Regions from separate parts of the Sus scrofa genome. Here region 2 is linked to region 1. A link is a contact called in public targeted proximity ligation data. All regions are on one chromosome and are shown on one strand. The core of a region is the stretch at or near the end of the contact, and the rest is flanking DNA. Distances in the headings are between cores, read along the strand shown.

Region 1 (6,737 bases), core at 1,338-3,837:
GAAGGAGGGAAGGAGGGAGGGAGGGAAGGGAAGGAGGGAAGGCAGAAAGGGGGGACTCAGGACCCTGGGCTCTGCTCCTCCTGGCAGTCAGCCACGGGGAGGTGCCTGCTGGGGGAGAGCTGGCCCCAGGTGTGCGTTTGCATAAAAGACCAGAAACCTCCAGGGAAGCAAAGGTGTGAATCCAAAGGCAGGGGTTCAGAGCGTGGAGGAAAGGACTTGCAGAGGAAAGGCCTTGAGTGCTGAGCAGGGCATCTGTCAGGTGCTTGTTCCCCACGACCTCATGGCTCAACCCTGGGTCTATCCCCAGTCCTGAGCGCAGAGACGAGTTCAGAACCAGGTGACGGTCACAGCTATAGGGGCCAAAGGCAGTAGAGGTGACAGTCTAATAAGACATGCCTGATTTGGATAGGAGGGGAGCCGAGGGTTCGAGGAGTTTTACAATGGCTTCCACCACCTGCATGGGAACAGCCTCAGTGGCTGCGGGGGGCATGAACCACCACCAAGATAGAGAAGTCACGGGGCACCTGGAGGACTCCAGGCAGGAGTCGGGGTCCCCGAGGGAAGCCCATCTACACTGTGGGTGGGACGAAGCAGGAGAACCACTCTGCAAGGGCTTCTAGTCAAGCCCCTTCTCATTCCCAGGCTGACACAGCTAGGAAAATGTAAGCCCATGCAAACCAAAGGAGCTATAATGACTCATCTCTAATTGTCCTTCCCTGGTCACAAAGTAGGGCTTTCCTCACCAAAATGCACCAGCAATCCTGCTGATGCTCCACCTGGGTGGCTCCTCCATCTGAGCTGCTTATAGTTGTGTCTGGTGAAATATCTTGAAAATGTACAATTTAAGTGTCCTTAGAGGAAAATGATAAAGGTGCTGATGAGCATAACGTTTCTTGCCATTTCCAGATGACTATTTTCAGTTTACTTTGCTATCCATTGATTCGTTGCTTATGGAAATAGCCAACATTTCTATTCCAAGTATTAAAAAAAAAAAAAAAAAAAAAAAAAAGGGCAGCAAAATCCTCAAAGGAAAATACGCAGCATACAGGACCAGCTTCCAGACTGATTCTGTGGTCACCTGGGCAGTATCTCTATGGTACCTGCGACATCCCACGGCTGTGAGAGGCGCTCCTGCCTGGCCACCTGGTCGGCGGGCTCCTCCAAGGAAGGGTTCCGTGCCCTGTGTCCCCACAGCCTCCTCGCGGGCCCCCCCACCCTATAAGCACTGATGCTTAAACCTGGGGCTTCGCCATGTTGATTTTTCACACCACGGGGTCACGTATGGCCTCCCCTGGGGTTCATGGGGGCTCGTCCTCCACCACAGAACTTCTTCAATGGCACGAGTGTCCTTTGATTTATGTCTCGGGAACAATGTGGGGGAGTAGCCCTGCAAACACCCCCCCACACACACACCAGGCAGAGGTGCCTGGCCTTCTCCTGCGTGTAGACTGATAAGTAACCTGGTAAGTCCTCAATATCATCCTTAGAACAAGGGACATCTGTTGAAAAGGAGCCTCAGCAGGCCCGTCGGTACTGGAGGGTCCCCATAGGAGGGGCTCCCGTGCACAGGAGGACAAGCTGGGCTCACGTGGCTGATGGCTGTTTCCATGAAGGCACAGGCTCCAGTCGGTGCTTCACAGCAGGGACTAGAGAAGAAGGAACATGCCACCATCTCTGGGGACACCCTCATCCTCGTGTTTGGTGGCACCAGGAGTGTCTTCTACCCCTAAGACCACCCAAGCTATTTCCAAAGCTCACCCAACAGAGGCTTAGCGCCAAGGGGAGTCGCCTTCCAACCATACAGAGAAAACTGGGTGGACCTGCTGTCCTTCTCATGGGAGTTCTCCCTCCTGAGGGGAACAGCCAGGGTGTGGGGCCTCTGTCATCTTTGGGCACGTTGCTTCTGTACTGATGGGTTTATTTCCCCAGCATAATCCCATTGAAGAATGAAGTCACATCCAGTTTTGAAAACCACATGATGCTCATAGGTTAAGAATTAATGATGGTGACTGTCTTATTTTTGGACAAAGACCAGGGCAGCCTCTGAGCCCAGCACCAAGGGCTCTGGTCCAATGTCCTCCCAGAGGTCACATCCAACACCTGGAGGCAAATGGCATCAACTGTGAATCAAGCAACCATGACCCAGTGTTACTTGGCAAAAGGGACACAGGAGGCAGTGGGGACTACGCGAGCAGGGCCCACCGCGGGAAGGTGGGAAAGCCCTTTTCGACAGGCCACACCCTGGGTTCACAAGCCACTAACTCAGCCCTTAAGGGAAAATTCAGTTACGGAGAGAGGAGGGCTGAGTAGGGTTTGGACTGAAGCAGACTGGGGCCTCGCGCCCCTGTGCCCCTCACTAGCCCTGTGACGGCACCCTGGCGATTCCATTTCCTCACCTGCCCCTGCACGGGGCGGGGGGGCTACTGTTGAGGGAGTGAAGTGACTCGTACCCATGGAGCTCCCAGTGACATGGCCAGACCTTATCGAACGAGGCCTGCCTGTCCCCCACCCCTCACCCCGCTGCATGCTCTCGGGGTCTAGCTTGGGGCACGGGCGGTGGTAGACGCCCTGTTCCCGCCCTTAAAACTCTGCCTCGTGCGCCCATTTGGCCGCAGTAGGAGGCTGTCTTCACAGGGCACAGACGATGAGCACGAGCACCTGATCACGCCTGGCAGCGGACACAGCGTGTTTGCAAATGTCACCTGCGTGTCTGCAAACACAGAGAAGTCACGGTGAGTTAAGAACAGATTCAAACGTCAAGATTTAAATAACGCTCGTAGTTTACAGGATGAAATCAAATCGAGGCCCCAGTTTGCAGACAAAGCGCCCGCCTTCCAGCAGGGGGCGGCCTGGTCCGGAAAAGGGACTGAGGAAGGTCGGGGCACCTCCCCACCGCCACCGCTAGGCGTCCCCCCGCACCCGCTGTACCGCAGCTCCGCCCTCTGCGCGGCCTGCTCAGCCAGTGGCCAACCCCTGACAGACGAACACCAGGACCAGGAGTCTCTTACTTTGGGTGACACAGCAGTAACCGGACAGCCCCAGAGGGGAAGGGGATTCGAAACCGAAACCAGCCCCAAGTGCAAGTGGCTCACACGCAATACACCTCAGTAAAACTGCTCCCACCTTAGCAAGGTTCTGTGCCAAGTGGTGTTACCTGTGCCCAGGTATGGTGCTTACGGACCCAACAGCGCTGGAGCTGGACCCACACGCAAAACCCGCAGCCTGAGCCTGGCCAGAGCAGTCCCGTGACCCCCAGGAAGCAAGAGCACCAGCACACAGCCCAGGACATCCTGACCGCCTTCCTCTGGCAGTTCCTCCACCAAGTCCCTCTCACTTACAGGCACACACACAGGCACACGCACGGGCACACAAGCACGGGCACACAAGCACATATGCAGCTATGCGTACACACAGGCACACAAGCACACATGCAGCGATGTACACACATAGGCACACAGGATTGCACATGCTCCAGCTGAACTCGCTGGGCAGACACATTGCCGTGTGTTGTCACGTCCATGAGTTTCATCCACATCCACTCAGGAAAGGGACCCCCTCTGTGGTGAAGCGGAGTCTGTGTCAGCAGAAGGCTACACTCACTCTGATTACTTCCCCCACTTATACTGACTTGTCCCAAAGACCCTCTAAGGAAAGCAGGGAAGAGTACGGAACCTAATTCTGGTACTCAAGGGAAACAGTTATTTCTCTTCCAGAGGTTAAATGACTTTATCTGAAGCTGAGTTCAATGAGGAATTAGGAATGAAAATGCAACCACAAGGGACCTCACACCTCTCATTCAGACTCAAAGTTACATATAACAGCCGCTGTGTTACGCACTATATGTTACGCAGTATAACGCGCTGTGGATACCCCAGTCAAACCAGCGACATTCCAGTCAAACCAGGGACATTCCAAGACTGCATCTTGGGGGGTGGGGGGGTGACCCTCCCCAGGCCGAGGTTGCCTGGTCTGCTCACTCCTTCTCTAGTGGGGAAGGCACTGCCTTCACAGACCATGGCTCCACGTGGATGAAGCTCTCCCTGCAAAGCAAATAAGCCTGGGGTGCGTTCCCAACCTCATGAATCTAGTTTACTCCCCCATTTGGCAACGCAAGAATATGTCTTTCATGGAAAAGCCTGGGTCCCTGAGAAACCCCACCAGCACCGGGAGCCTGTGGGGAGGGGCTGGCCCGCCCACGAGGTCACAGCCCTTTCATTTACAAGGATTTCTACAAATCGTCTTTGTCAGCTTCCTCAGAAAACAGGAAAGGAGAGGCTGTGGGGTAAGTCACATCAGGTCCCCTCCTAGTAAAGTTCAGGACAATTAGGGAATTAGGTCACGTGGGCTTCTAACATGTCAGACCCCTCAGACCCCAGGTGGGGTGAGGGACCCCTGGGGGCGGAACCGTGGGGAGGCATCCTTTGAAGGCCCTGCTTCCTCCCAGGACCAAGGCCCTGGGGGAGTCAAGGTGGGAGCCTGGATTTTCTTCCCCTCACTGCTGGACCCCCCACTTCTGGGCCTCCCTTGGGGGGCTTTCTCTGCACCCCAGCACCCCGGTTCCCTCTCAGGACAAGCACCTGCCATCTCCTCACTATTCTGGGCGGCCCAAGATGTCCACCCAAGACTGGTTTCTCACAGAAAACATTTCATCTAGGGCTATGCCCACACATGGCCCCTCTGGCTCGGGGGCGGGGGGTGGGGACGGCGCAGCACCTTCACCCCCCCACTGGGCCTCTGTAGGCCCTGGGGTGTGGACCTGAGGGCCTTCTCCATCCTCACGCTCCACAGCTCCCAGCTGAGCACCTGGGCCCTGACTCCCCCTCCCCCGCCCACCCCCACCCCCCTTGCAGCCCTCCTGGGCTCCGGGTGCAGGCAGACCTATGTGAAGACATGCCCCAGATAGCCTCCGACACCCTGCACCCGCCTGGTAGGCGGAGAACACATCCCAACTCTGACTGGAGTCTGTGTGCTGACCCCCCTGACAGGCTCTGTCATCTGCGTTCAAGGGTTTCCTAGAGCATTTCTGTTCAGCTTTTAAGTGGGCTGTTGGAATACACACTTGGTAGGTTAGTGGCCAAGGAACAAGTATCAGATGCTCTCTGGCCTCCCCGCTGTGAGCTGACTCTGCGTGGAGCTGAGCCGGGAGGGAAAAGCAGGAGCTCTGGGCAAGATGCAAACTCTTTTTCAGGAAGCCGAGTGGGGGGAGGAGGGCTCCTGCCCCCCAAACCAGGGCCAATCTGATCCGATCCGAGGGAGCTTGTTCTGAGCCAGCCTCCGGTGTGTGGGAGATCTGATGCATATTCATATTTTCCTTTTAACATGAAGATCCCTCTAAATTCCTTTCCCTGGCGTTTGAACTAGTTGGGAGGAAAAAAAAAGAAAGGGGATCTCTGAAATTAGCTCAGGCAGCCTGAGCCCCGCCCTCCCCTGCACACTCCGGCCTCCCCCCAAGATTAAGAAGTTATGCAGCCTGACATGCACCTTCCTCTTACAAGTCTTGACTTCACACTGTTATTTTTCACCTTTTTCCTCCCAGCACCTGTTCCAATCAAGGGTAGCGTGGTCTGATTGCAAATGTGTTCTTTCCTTAGTCTTTAAGCCAAAGGTAGGGAGAATAATCTAGAAGGGACGGAAGTGCTTGTAAATATGGATATAATTTCACTTTTCAAATGAGCCACTTTAGGGTATTTTTAGATTAAATACCATACACACAACCAAAGTATTTTTGCTGATTGCTAGACTAGCTTAAAAGTTTAACCAAGCAGTGCTCAGGATGGCACCCTTTCTTTAAAAACACAATGCAGGGGAGGGGCAGAAACACATGAATTTTGACGACGTTATACCCAAGAAAAGAGCATGGTCTAAAAGCATATACATTTTTGAAATAATTGTCTCTCAAGGCCCCTTCACACTTTTTTTCCATAAAATTACATGGCGATGCCTGAAAAGATGCAAATGCCTTTGTGGGGAACCCTTCCCGTTCCAAAGGACATTAACCCATCCTTCGCTTTCATCCGTACGGTGCCCGGTCTCGCAGGCAGCCGGTCTTTCGGGGGCTACAAAGCGCTTCTTTCAAGCCTCACGGCTAATGTGGTGACACGCCTGCTTCATTTCCCCAGGCGCCGCCTCTGGCTCTGCCCCGGGCCTCCTGGACTCGAAGCGCGTCCCCAGCGAGAGGCGGGTGGTTCGCTAGCCGCGGGGAGTCCCCTGCGGGCCCGCCCCTCACTCACTGGGGCTTTGTCTTTGCCGCTACCTTTCTTGTCAAAAGCCGGGAGTGAACTGTTCCGTCCCTGAGCGAGCAGAACCTCTCCAAAGCCCAGAGGCTGGCCTGGGACCCGCGGGCCCCCTGCCTTTCCCAGCAAGCGCCAGAGCCCACAGCTGGAAGCCAGGCCAGGTTCAGCCGGATCCAGCTCGCCGAGAGCGCGAAGGGCCGACGAGCTGAAGAAGGAAAATTACCTCTTCTTGAAAATACTTAAGCACTTTTTTCCTCTCCACTGAAAGCCGGAGAACAGCCCATTTTGAACCAAAATAATTTAGTCTGACAACAGATTCTTCCTCTGTTCACAGCTGTCCCAGAGGGAGGAGCTGAAATCCGAACCTCTCGGCTGTGATTGGACCCTTCTTGCAAAAGGCAGGAAAAAAAGGCCTCCCCGCCACCGCGGGCTCAGTCCGCGAAGAGCCTGCGACCTGGCGGCGCCGCGCGCGCACCTGCCGGGGCCGCGATGCTGTAGGACTGC
Region 2 (6,737 bases), core at 1,823-4,322, 480 kb after region 1:
AAATTCCTAGAAGTAAACATAGGCAGTAAGCTCCCTGGCTGAGGTCTTGGTGATGATCTTTTTCTTTAGGGCCACACGTACCGCATATGGAAGTTCCCAGGCTAGGGGTCAGATTGGAGCTGTGGCTGCTGGCCTTCACCACAGTCACAGCAATGCCAGATCTGCGTTGCATCTGTAACCTATGCTGCAGCTTGTGGAAATGCTGAGTCCTTAGCCCACTGAGCGAGGCCAGGGATCAAACCCGCATCTTCTCCAACAGTATGTCGAGTTCTTAGCCTGGTGAGGCATAATGGGAGTCCCATTGACAGTGATTTTTTGAATTTGGCACCAAAAGCAAAATAATGAGCAAATGAGACAATTCAGACTAAAAAGCTGCACAGCAACAGAAATGATCAACAAAATGAAAAGGCTCAAGTTCCCTTGTGGTGCAACCTGTTAAGGATCTGGTTCTGTCACTGCAGTGGCTTGGGTTGCTGCTGTGGGCAGGTTCACTCCCCGGCCCAGGAACTTTCATGTGCCACAGGCGCGGCCAAGAGAAAAACATGAAAAGGCAGCCTACACAGTAGGAGAATATATTACAAATCATTTATCTGATAAAGGGTTGATATCCAAGATATATCAAGAGCTCAATAGCAAAAAAAAAAAAAAAAATCTGATTAAAAAACCGGCAGAAAATGTGAATAGAGATTTTTGCATAGAAGACATAGAAATGGCCAGTTGTTACGTGAAAAGGTGCTCCACATCCCCGATCATCAGGGAATGCAAATCAAAACCCCAAAGAGTTATCCCCTCACATGTGTCAGAATGGCTGTCATCAAAAAGACAACAAATAAATGTTGGTGAGGATGTAGAGAAGGGGATACACTGTTGGTGGGAATGTAAACTAGTGCAGCCACTGTGGGAAGCAGTGTGGAGGTTCTTGAAACTAAAAATGGAGGTACCATATGACCCAGTAATTCCACTCCTGGGTATTTATTCAAAAAAAGAGAAGCTTTATTTACAATAGCCCAGATATGGAAACAGCCTCCATGCCCATTGACAGATGAATGGGGACACACACTCATATACATGTGGTGAAATATTGCTCAGACATAAAAAGGAGGAAACCTTGCCATTTGTGACAACATGAATGGGGCTGGAGGGCACTCTGCTAAGTGAAGTAAGTCAGAGAAAGACAACTACTGCATGATCTCACTTATGTGTGGAATCTTAAAAAACAAAACAACAAGCTCATAGATAGAACAGAGGTTGCCAGAGGCAGGGGCTGGAGGCTCAGAGAAATGGGTGAAGGGGATCAAAAGGTACAAACTTCCAGTTATAAAGTGAGTCCTGGTGATACAGTGGATAGCACGCTGACTTTGGTTAATAACAGTGTCCTACATGTGAAACTTGCTAAGAGATCTTAAAAGTATCTTGTCCAAGACAAAAATTTTGTTACTGTGTCTTGACTGATGTAACTGGGCTTATGGTGACAAGTCCTTTTGCTGTACATATAATGTACAATTATATACATTGTTGTAATGTTATGTCAGTTACACCTCAATTTGAAAAACTCTAAAGTGTTTATAGTTCGTAGGATAATAACATAATAAAAGAAGTTCCTGCATCCTTACCACCTGGTTTAGAAATAGAGCATTATCAATATTCTGTTCCTGGGTTAATCATTCTCCGGGCTTCAATATTACTTCTAGCCTTGCTTTGCTTTTTGCTTCGTTACCTGTGTATGGTCGCTAAGCGGCACACTCTGGATTTTGGAAAGTAGCTGTTAGGCATAGACATGGCCAGGTAAGGATGGGTCAATGTTTTCACTGTCAGGTTAAGGATCCTGGGAAACTGCTGAACAGAGACTGGCTTCAGCTTCCTCGAGAGGTTCCAGGAGCTCTGTCCAAGGAGTTCGATTGATAAGGTCCTTGTTAGTCCTGGAAAGCCGAGCTCTTCAGAACTGCTGAGGGGGACGCACAGCCGTGAGTGCTGCTGCTGAGCCTGTGCACAACCCTTTAGTTTCCTCAGTCCGCAGGCGCCTGCCTCAGCTGTCGGGTGCGGGTCGAGCACAAGTCACTGGTGGGGTCAGGCGGAATGTGGGCCAGAGGGCAGCTTCTCTGGTGGGGCTGCTTGGGTCCCGCTCCTCTGGGTCTGTCCGCGTGGAAAACCCCGTCAGCAAGACCCTTGCCCGCCCTGTCACCTACCCTTGCTCCTAGGCACTCCTTCCCTGGTCCTGTCAGACCTGGTTTCCTGTCCCCTGTGCCGCCTTTCTCAGGTGCTCTGATTTGCTGGACCATATTCCAAGTGGCCTGGGGAAAAGATGCTGGAGGGAACCATGTCTGAGGGCCCATCCGTTGAATAAAGACACAGCTTCTGATGTTTCCTTCCTGTGTACTCATGAACTGTGCTGGAGAGCTTTCTTTGGACGTGATTTTGTTGTGTCATTTTTCTGCTCACCTCTTTGATTGGCTTCCATATCTAAGATAAAAGCTCTTAGACTCAGCCTGGCTTGCTAGGGCCTCCAATTTCAACCCCAGGCCCTGTAGTCCGACCGTGGAGTGCGCTTCTCCACGGCCTTTCCTGCTCCCGCTGCCTCCATGGCCTGTCCACACACCTTGATTCCTTTATTTTCTTGTCAGATCTGGGGGTGTGATGGGGAGTGTGGCAGACGTATGGTGCTTGTGGAACTCTGGGAGGCTTCTCAGGTCTCCCTCTGGGATTCAGAGTTTTTTTTTGTTTTCTAAATTAGGATAGGAGTTCTCTTGTAGCTCATTGGGTCCAGGATCTGGCTTGTCACTGCAGTGGTGCCGGGTTTGATCCTCGGCCTTGGAACTGCAAGTGTGGCCAAAAAAAAAAAAAAAAAAAAAAAAAAATTAGGATAATATTCCTGCTAAGCCAAACACCAATTTCCAGTCTTACTCTGCGTTGTCCTTGTCCCAGTCTAACACCTGCTGGTTCCTCGCTGTGGTTCCCGTTGTTCCAAGAAAGCGCTCCTTCCCAGAAGTGGGGCAGTGACCCTGTGCTTGGTCACACAACTGGAATGCCTGGCATTTTGTACTTAGTCATTCTCTGTCCTGTGTTACTGAGGAACAGATTTTCCAGGGAGAGGCTGGCCTGTGTCCGTGGCCTGCCCATGACTGGGGTCCCTGTCTGTAGGTGACCCACATGCAGCAGCTACACTTGTAAAAGGCCCAGAGATTATGGGTGGTGGTGAGCTTTTAGATTTTTGGATAGGTGGAGAGCTTTTAAAATGCCTTCATTGGAAAAGACTGTGGATGTGGTACCAGATCTTTTCTGTTATGTGTGATTTTAATGAGGTGTATGGAGCGTGGTCAGAACTGTGGCTTTAGAGTTTGGGTGTGAGCAGACCCACAGGTGGAGGGAGGTGCCTGTGAAAAGAACCTGTGTCTCTTGGGTCTGCTCTTGAGGAAGCTTTCATCTTTGAGAAGTATTTTAGGTTGTTTCATGTTTTAGAACGTTGGAGCCATTTTTGAAGACAAGTTGAGTTAAGGCATGTGTTGTTTAATAGCATTGCTTTTTCTCCTAATTTCTGTTCTGTGTTTTCTCAGCTGAGGCTCAGGACCCTTTATTTTGCAGGGAGGAAGAGGCGCTCGTGGAACAGTTCGTGTTCGAAGCCCTGGTTACGTACGTGGAGAGTCTGGCCTTGGCCCACGCAGACGACAGGTCCTTGGGTATGTCTCATTGGTGCTTTCTGCCTGCCCATAGCCTGGGAGAGCCTGTCTGCTGGGGGCTGGTTATTCCCCCGTGAGCAGCTGTCTGTCTTCTCTTCCACGGCTGACATGTAGGGTAACAGGTGAGGGGAAGATGGGCCCCCACTGTCTCAAACCCAGTTCGTACCCGAGGCATCCAAGTCTCCCCGCTAAGCCTCCCATGGCCCCCTGGTGGCCACTCAGCTTGACCCCTGTTTGGTCAGCAGCCTGTGGGGCCGTTTGATTGTAAAGGTCTAACGAAGCATCCAGTTAACTGTGGTGACACAGTTTGTGAAAACTTAGGATTGCACAAGGTAAAGAAAGCTGGATGCAGTAACCACTGACATAAGTTAAGTGTCTCTGAACTCATAAAGATAGAAGAATGTGATAAAGCTATTTGGACAGTAATTAAGACATAATTTTAAGATTCTGAGTTAGAAACAGGCTAGAGTGGCTAAGAGAGTGATGAATGATGGTCCTCACTTTCTCTCTGGAAGCCCAGGCGCTCTGAGCTGGGGGCCTCTGGATGGGCTGCACGCTGGGGCTCAGGCAGTGCTATGGGCTCTGCTGTGGGCCTCGCCACGGCTGGTGTATGGCTCTCCCTCCCACTCACCCAGACGGGGGCTGAGGGCGTGGGGATGCATCTCATCTTTTAGCAGATGGCTTGAGCTCTGTTACCCTTCATGTTGTTAGCTCTACTAATGAGCAAAAACACTTAGAATTGAGTCCTGCTATCGACAGCTTAAATTTGCTTGTCTCCACATCACATGTGGGTGAGTTTTCTCCACAAGTGAAACTTTACTCTTTTAAAAATCACTGCCAAAATGCTATAAAATGTGGTTGTAATGATCATTGTACAGCTATAAATGTAATTGAGTAATAAAAAAAATGCTATATAAAAAAAAATCACTGCCATATTAGAAAGCAGAGAAAGAAAACTTTCCCTGATATGGTATCAGAGGTCAAATAAGTTGTGCGAGACCCTTTTCTAAAATAACCCTAGAAGCCTGTAGATGGTTTTACCCTTGTACTTCTCTTCTACTCCGACAGTGGCTCTTATTTAGCTACAGTATGTTTGACCTAAATATTAAGGGGAGGTCAGGGAACTTATACCCCTGAAATAAGAGCACTAAATGGAGGTGCTCTGGCCTGCTCTGGGGGTCTCGTAAGCTGTGGAGTCCTCCTCCCATCTCAGACCCGGCCGGGAGGCTGTGCTGTGCCGGCTGGAGTTGCCGGTGTTGCTTTCTGGGCACCGCGCTATCCTGCAGCCTTGAAGATGGGTTTTGTTTTTGGACATGCACTCAATCATTTATTTAAATTTTGTATTTTGAGAGATGAAAAATACTATCTTTTGTAAAATCACCTTTTTAATTAAAAAGCTAGCCAGTAAGCCTGTGATGCTCTTCATTAATGATGACCAGTTGTCTTTCCCTCTGGAAACGGTGTCTGTGAGAGCAGGTACGGCCCAGCAGTGCTGCGATGCTGTTGACCACCTCGCGCGCATCATTGAGAAGAAGCACGTTTCTTTAAACAAAGCAAAAAACCGACGTCGGCCCCGGTATGTAATGTTGCTTCCTTTTCCATTTTTTCCCCCCACCATAAAATGAATTAGCAGTTAAAGGAGAATCTGGGAGGAATTTGTGGAAGTATGAAGTCAGTTTTCCAAAGTCATTAAAAAGCTTTCTGTTTGAAATGCTTCAAAGTATAGTTCTCGTTTATCTTGGTTAGGATAGTGGATACATTTTGAAAATTAGTTTTGTAACTAACATTTATTTTCTCAGCACTAACTTTTCATCTTTCTGTTTTTGTTTTTATTTGTTATTAAAGTATAGTTGATTTATAATGTGCCAATTTCTGCTATAGAGCAAAGTCACACACACACACACACACACACATTCTTTTTCTCATATTATCTTCCATCATGTTCTGTCCCAAGAGACTGGATCTAGTTCCCTGTGCTGCACAGTAGGACTTCATTGCTTATCCATTCTAAATGTAACAGTTTGCATCTACAGCAGTTTTTGAATACAAATGTGGAATTATCTGACTGAAATATGCATGAACTGCTATGGAGTAAGTTTGAAATGTAAGAACCAAAATATTGAAATAGTATGATTTTGACAGACAAGGAATTACAGAATTATGAAATGAAAGTACTCGAAACCAGGGCTGGGTTATTGCCCAGTGGTTTCCAGTCTTATCTCTCATTTCCATCCCAGCAGGGTCTCATTCTCCAACAGGATGGGGGGATGCCATCATTTGGCCCCGCCTGTGTTTGGTGTCTGCTGGCTGCCGCCATTCTGCATACGCCTTGGCCTTGTGGACTGGTCATTAAATTCCCTCTGCAGTTCTATTTTTTTTTTTATTTTATGATTTTTATTTTTTCATTATAGTTGATTTACAGTGTTCTGTCAATTTCTACTGTATAGCATAGTGAGCTAGTCACACACACATAGATATATTTTTTTCTCACATTGTCCTCCACCATACTCCATCACAAGTGACTAGATATAGTTCCCTGTGCTATACAACAAGATCTCATTGCTTATCTATTCCAAATGCAATAGTTTGCATCTATTAACCCCAGATTCCCAGTCCATCCCACTCCCTCCCCCTTGGCCACCACAAGTCTGTTCTCAAAGTCCACAAGTTTTTCTGTGGAAAGGCTCATTGTGCCATATATTGGATTCCAGATATGAGTTGTATCATATGGTATTTGGTTTTCTCTTTCTGACTTCTCTTAGTATCAGTCTCTAGCTACATCCATGTTGCTGTAGATGACATTTCCTCCTTTTTTCCTCCTTTATGGCTGAATAGTATTCCATTGTGTATGTGTACCACATCTTCTTAATCCATTCATCTGTTGATGGACATTTAGGTTGTTTCCATGTCTTGGGTATTGTGAATAGTGCTGCAATGAACATACAGATGCATGTATCTTTTTGAATGAAAGTTTTGCCTGAATATATATATGCCCAGGAGTAGCATTTCTGGGTCATATGGCAATTCTGTATTTAGTTTTTGGAGGTACCTCCTTGCTGTTTT

What was found.
Region 2: a contact with region 1 is called in a targeted proximity ligation map of skeletal muscle, with 3 times the contacts expected there. A contact is called at or near these places in 1 of 47 Hi-C or Micro-C datasets (embryonic fibroblasts) and 1 of 2 datasets of targeted methods (skeletal muscle).

The regions. Positions count from the first base shown.
Region 1 is chr4:79,258,209-79,264,945 of Sscrofa11.1, forward strand. It overlaps SNAI2 (zinc finger protein SNAI2), which reads left to right and starts at 6,672. Exons shown (of 3, transcript XM_005663090.3): 1 at 6,672-6,737.
Region 2 is chr4:79,742,564-79,749,300 of Sscrofa11.1, forward strand. PRKDC (DNA-dependent protein kinase catalytic subunit) reads left to right here. Exons shown (of 86, transcript XM_021089419.1): 28 at 3,580-3,674; 29 at 5,151-5,250. Among named protein-coding and RNA genes, the nearest start is that of PRKDC, 59 kb to the left of the region's middle.